Linked DNA regions of Zea mays: region 1 is linked to region 2. Evidence: chromatin contacts called from public Hi-C data. All regions are on one chromosome and are shown on one strand. The core of a region is the stretch at or near the end of the contact, and the rest is flanking DNA. Distances in the headings are between cores, read along the strand shown.

Region 1 (3,039 bases), core at 90-2,589, 650 kb after region 2:
ATAAAAAATAAATTTAAAATTTGAAGTTAAAGTGGATCCTCCCCACAAAAAATAAACTTAAAATTAAAGTGGTCATATAACCCACATACCAGATATTAAACTGTAGATACTATATTTTCTCTTAGCCAAAAAGTCGAGAAAAGTATGAGTTTAAAAGGAGATCTGCCCCTTTTTTATAGCTTGTTTGGTCATTCGTTCTCCTTGGTACTATCCCTGGGCACTGCACAGCATGTGGCTTCATGTCATGTTAGACTTGGGTCTCACTTCTCATTTGGGAGTTAATGGCCTGTTTGTTAGGTAGGACATGGGGGAAAACAAATCTACTCTACGTGCTTCAAGCATGAAGCACGACGCACAAAACTCCTGATTTAAAGGAGTGGAGATATTTACCCTGTGATGGCCTTATAAACTACAGACATTAAAAAACAATCTTTAGCAAGCCTACAAGATTCTAGATTCAATTCAATAAATCACACCAGTTCATTAGGAGCTGCCATGTGATGTTTTGTTTGAAATTAGAAGATGTTTTATGATTACAGAACTCAGTAAATGACTAGGGATAAACCAGTTCATCCACAAACCACTAAACCAAAAGGCTAAAGAGATTAGAAACTCGGACACACGTCTTTTGCCCCAAGTTTCGTGCCCCTTGCTTAATGAAATCAGCCCCAATCACAGATTAAACTTGGTATGTAATCACTCTCGACTAAAAAAATTGAACGCCATTTAATAATATCCATCCAATGGAACCTTGGAACGCCCAAATCGCACAAAGAGAGAAACAAGATTAATTCGGATTAGTACCTTGCGAAGGGCTGTGGCGAGTTCGCCGCGTGTGAAGTTGGCGGCGGCGGCGGTTGAGAGCGGGATGGTGTTCCGGAACTGGTACAGGTGGAGGTTCTTCTGTATGAACTCCGTAAATTGCACCCTGCGCCAACAGAAACGGCCCCAATCAGAACCCCCAGAAACCCAGGCAGATCGAGATCAGATCGCACGACACACAAAAACCCAAAAAAAGCGAACGTGGAATCGATAGGCCGGCCTTTGAACGAACGGATCGGCGAGGGCAGAGAACCTACCGATCACCAGGCTCCCCTGAAGCGCCCATCAGCTTTTGCGAGTCGAGCACCATCACCTTGTCCTCGTCGGTCTTGTGGACGAGAATACTCTGCACGGCGGAGGTGTCGGCCGCCACCAGCGCGAAGTCGCGGCCAACCACGCCCAATACGCACTCCATTCCCGGGACTGGACTGGGTTCCTCGCTTGTGCTCTGATGTTGCGCGACGAGAGAGAAACGGGCGTAGGGGAACGAACCGGAAAGAGTTCACCGAGTTCGTCTTGGGGTAGAAGAAAGGGGCGTTCACACAATTTTCGGCGGGCCTGGTGTCCTTCGCAGCAGTGTGACGTGCTGGTTGGGCCTTCTTTTGCTCCAATTGCTACTACTACTAGCAAGGTGCCCTCGGTTTTCATTTATAAATATAAAGTACAAAAGATGCATGTATTGTTGGCTAGACAAGTTTGAATATTCAATTCCCTTATATGGTCACTCAAAACATTATTATTCACTCATATGGTTACTCAAAATATTGTTTTATATTATAATCTCTATTATTCGCAGAGTGAAGTTTAAATATGAGTATGTGGATCAATAAGCTGTTGAAGATAGCGTTAGAGCCAATAGCCATGATTTCATTTCTTATTTATATATAGTTTTAGTTATTTATCATTTAAATATAGAGAAGCATGACGATTATAGAACCATGAAAATTGATGCTTTATGTACAAGAGAAGGGTTGTGCGTAACCAGGCTTTTTTTCTGGTGAAATTGGAGTAAACCTGATTTTCTCAATGGTGCAGCCAAAGAGGGTTAGGGGTGTTTGAGACTGTTTCAGCTCCAAAAAAAATATATTGAATTTGGTGACACAGGTTAGTAGATGCTTAACAAATTATGGGGCTAGAGTTATAAACCTTCAAAATATATTTAGATAAGTTATTTTATTTATTATTTAAAATAAGAAATTAAAACTATTTAATAAATTTATATTATGAACTGCAGCTCCAAGAGCTGAAATCCAGGGCAATCCTAAACACCCCTATCATGACCCATTTCTCTCTCCTCTTAAAAAAGTTACCATGTCAAAGAAACTTATACATCTCTGTAACAGTCTGTTAAAGAAAAATAAAGTCACATTAGCCTTGGCATCGGGGCTGGCCGCTTCAGCTTCAGTTTTCCAATCACGTAAAAACGATCGAGACATGGGATCCGACCGAGATACCGGGATGGAATGTAGTCAATGGAAAATTCTAGCGATTTCAGCGGGAACCGGAAGTAATTATAGCCACGTATCATAGTTTCATGAGAGCACGCAAATCCTACATAGCTTTTGTCTTTACCATCGTATAACAAATATGTACTTATACATACAGTCTTCGAAATTTACCGTGGGATACATGGATGGTGTGTATGTATGGACGCCTTTGTAAGTTACAATCACCTAATCTAAACACACGGCACCGGGGAATCGCCTCCCTAGCCACTGCTGACGGAGCAAAAAATGATGCGCAACGCCAACATCCATGCGCAACAGTCGGCAGAATCCAAAACCATGCTGCATTATCCGCTCACTGCTGCTTCATCATTCATGTGAAGTATAATACCCATGGGCCATGTCCCAACATGCAGTGCAAGGTTAACTGCTAGCTATCAAAATTATTTTGACATACATGCTGCTACGTGTCTATTCAATAACTAGGTTGTCAAGAAGAGGACGTTCCAGATGTATATTACCCCCGAGCATTTTGCCGTTCAGCAAGCCCCTGCAGATAAAAAAAAAAATCTCAGTCCAAAATGTGGTTCTCTTAAATGGTCGCTGATTAAGACAGTACTGTACAGATGCAACCAGAATGTTTCATTGATTCACATCCTGCCTCCCAAGATTTCCTATCTAGCATGTCATGAGCATCTAACCAAAAATCTATGCAGATAGAATTTACTATAACCAATGCAATGTTAGGAGAGCTCCTAACAATGTTCACCAG
Region 2 (3,056 bases), core at 481-2,980:
ATTCAGAAGGGGAAGAGAAATGCTCACCCGAAGGGGATTGGTCCACGAGCTCGGAGCCCTTGAGCACGTACTCGCCGTCGGTTGCCGGGAGGACGAGGTCGTCCTCCGAAAGGTCGTGCCACACGAACCCGTTCTTGTAGCTCCTGAAACCATCGACTGATCGATCAACGCCGGGGAAAAAAACAGGTCAGGAAAATGTCACGGACAAGGAGCAGTGTCGCATTACCTCTTGCAGGACCACGAGTACATCGCGGCCATGCCCTTGCCGCGCACCATGTTCAGGTGATTAATCACATCTGAAGCCCGCCCGCCCGCCGCCACCCCGGGAAAAAGAGCAGAAAATAAGCCATCGTCGGTAGACGAGCACCCGCGGAGAAAACTGGAATTTGGATACGAGGACGCGCATCCGCTAGCTTACCTCTGAGATAGAGCCCCTCCGGCGAGGCCAGCGGCACCTCGACGAAGTGCGGGTGCTCGAGGTGGCGGCTCCGGGTGAGGTAGTACACCACCGGCACCTTCCGCGCCGCCGGCCTCCGGCGCTCGGGGCTCCGCGGCCGCCGCCCCCGGCTCTCCATCCTCGCCCAACCTGAGTTTCACACGCTCCTCCCCCTCCTAGGAAGAAACTGAAGTCGCGTCAGCAGCAGGAGAGAATCCGGAAAACCCGCGGCTGGCTGGCTGGCTTGTGGCTGCCCCTGCTGCCCTTCAGTTACATCACATCAGACGACGGCGGCACAAAATGCAAGCCTGGCAACTTCCCAATTTCCCATCGAGTAATTAAATAATATAAACAAGACAAGGACAGGGGACGAGTCTGCAGCGGAGTGAGGGAGGGGTACCTCGAGCTCCAAGTCGAGATTAGCGGGCGGGCGCCTCCAGACCCTGCATTCGCCGGCGGCGCCGAGACTGGACCTCGCTGGTGCCGGCAACCAGATCAGAATCGGGACGAGAAGAGAGAGAGAGAGTCGGCTGGGCACGGGGCAAGGCGCGGCGCGCGGTCCTTTTCGAGGTCACTGGCGCGGGCACATGAGGGGGCGGGGCACCGGGGAACTGATCCCAAACTTTCCTCTCATATCTTTGGCGCTGCTGCAGCGGGGGAGCGGGCGATGTGACCACAGCAAGGGCCAAACGGGCGCGTACAAACAAAAACCCCTCGGTTGGAGCTTTCCCCCCGGCCGGTGACGGCGCGGGAGTGGAGTGGAGTGGAGGGGAGGGGGCGTGGGATGGGAGGCAGGCGCGGACACGCGGGTGCGTCCAAGCCTCAACAGGGTCGGTTTACAGCGAGGCGTGGCGTGGCCGCGTGGGGAGGAGCACGACGAGAGGGAAAGCAGCGGGACGAGACGAGCTCAACAAGGCAATGGCTGCATTGAATCGGGGCGGGGCGGGCCTGCAGAACGGGAGCCTTTTCGGGCGAGCAGAAGCAGGCAAGGGAATGACTTTTTCCCTCGTCCTCTCGACGGCGAGTCTGCGGCGGCCTGCGCCTGGTGCGCGTCAGGTTAATGGCGGGGAAGGGAAAAGGGGTAGAGAGCACGGGCCAGCAGGGGCGCAGCCAGGAGCTCGAGGTCAAACGGCAGTATGTATGGCGCAGGGGAATAAAGCAGCGGGTACTGGGACTGGGACTGCGGATGCGGGCGACGGGAAGAGAACAGGAGGGGAGCCGGTGGCATTGATTGCGCTTGCGCCCGTCGCGCCAATGCCTGCCTAGCCGCGGAGCGCGGAGGCCGGAGACGGCTCGGCGGTCATTGGCGGAAAGTGCAAGCACCGGGTGGGTTAATCATGGACCTCCCTCCCTCCCATTGCGGTGTGGAGACGTGGATTGGTTCGTTGGCGTCCGGTAGCGGCACGCACGGGACAGAGGAGACACACCCCTCTTGACGAGACTTGACCCTTCTACTACCAAACAGAGAAATAGCCATGACCCTATCCCTCCGGGTGCAACAACCAGCTGAAAGATTGTTTTATCCTGGAGTACCTATCAAACAGAAAAGAAAAAAAAAAGGCAAACACAGTCCACGGCTCCCCGCTCCAAGCAAACAAAAGAAATCAGAGCCTGTCCTCACCGCATCTCAGGCTGACCTTGTGGCGCGCCGAGCTGCCCTGCGCCTGCGTCTAGGCTTAGTGTGGTGCCGCCGATGCCGCCCGAGCCGGCCCGGAAGACCCCTCTGACGGTGAAAAGGGCTGGCGTGGTAAATCATTGTAGAGCGCCGTGTACGAAAAGCTTCCAGCTTTATGATACAACAGCTTTTATGCGTGCCGAATGTCCTACGGAGTCACTAGCCAAGCGTTTAGTTGTCCGCACAATGAGAGCCAAGACTTATATGCATTGACCATGATCTAAAGTAGCGTGTTTGATTCGATGCATCTAAGAGGCTGACCGTGCAAGAACTAATGTAGCATAGGCTTATTTGACTGTACCTGCACATACGCATGAAACGGTCGTATCTGGTGGACAAGGCTTGCACGAGCCTAGCTGTACGCGCACAACCATCCAACCACGTAATCCAATCACGCAGTATAGGGACGTTTCCGAGACCATGAATCAGTTTTACAAGGATAAGAGTACAAGAGATAGTTAAAGAACTGTACAATATAATTCTATTTCTTTAAGTTATGTACAAATAATTATTTGGAAATGGACACTTTTCAAAAAAAAAAAAAAAAAACTAGAAACTCCACGTTAAATGGGTTTGTACATACCTTAGGGCTGATTTGGTGATTAGGGATCCCAAGGGGAACCATGGGGGAGAAATTCCCTTGTAGTTCAATTTTGAATAGCAAGAGGATTTCTTCTTCTCGGGATCCCGGGTCACCAAATCAGTCCTTAAGGATATGTACAAACTAGAGATCTCGGTTAGTTTTCTAAGTATAGGCATGCTAATGGCAAAAAAATCCAATCCACTTCCATCCATACCTAAATATAATAACTTTGATATCCATCTCACATCCACTCTAAAATATAAGAATAAAATTAAACCCAATACCCAATAATATTATTGACCCCAAACCAACCTGTAATTGGGTGGAAACCTAGTGGGTTCAGCTTATTGTCTCACATCAAG

Evidence for each region. Hi-C and Micro-C count contacts between places; a contact is called where the count stands out from the background.
Region 1: a contact with region 2 is called in a Hi-C map of tassel, with 1.8 times the contacts expected there. The contact joins the promoter of LOC100282158 here to the promoter of LOC103643835 in region 2. A contact is called at or near these places in 2 of 25 Hi-C or Micro-C datasets (ear and tassel).

The regions. Positions count from the first base shown.
Region 1 is chr1:269,853,286-269,856,324 of Zm-B73-REFERENCE-NAM-5.0, forward strand. LOC100282158 reads right to left here and starts at 1,340. Exons shown (of 3, transcript NM_001155070.2): 1 at 1,080-1,340; 2 at 805-928. The coding sequence starts at 1,237. It overlaps LOC103643844 (chloride channel protein CLC-d), which reads right to left. Exons shown (of 23, transcript XM_008667011.3): 23 at 2,331-2,817. The coding sequence ends at 2,785. It also overlaps the pseudogene LOC111590659.
Region 2 is chr1:269,203,181-269,206,236 of Zm-B73-REFERENCE-NAM-5.0, forward strand. It overlaps LOC103643835 (protein UPSTREAM OF FLC), which reads right to left and starts at 1,731. Exons shown (of 7, transcript XR_561334.2): 1 at 837-1,731; 2 at 419-751; 3 at 227-296; 4 at 28-143.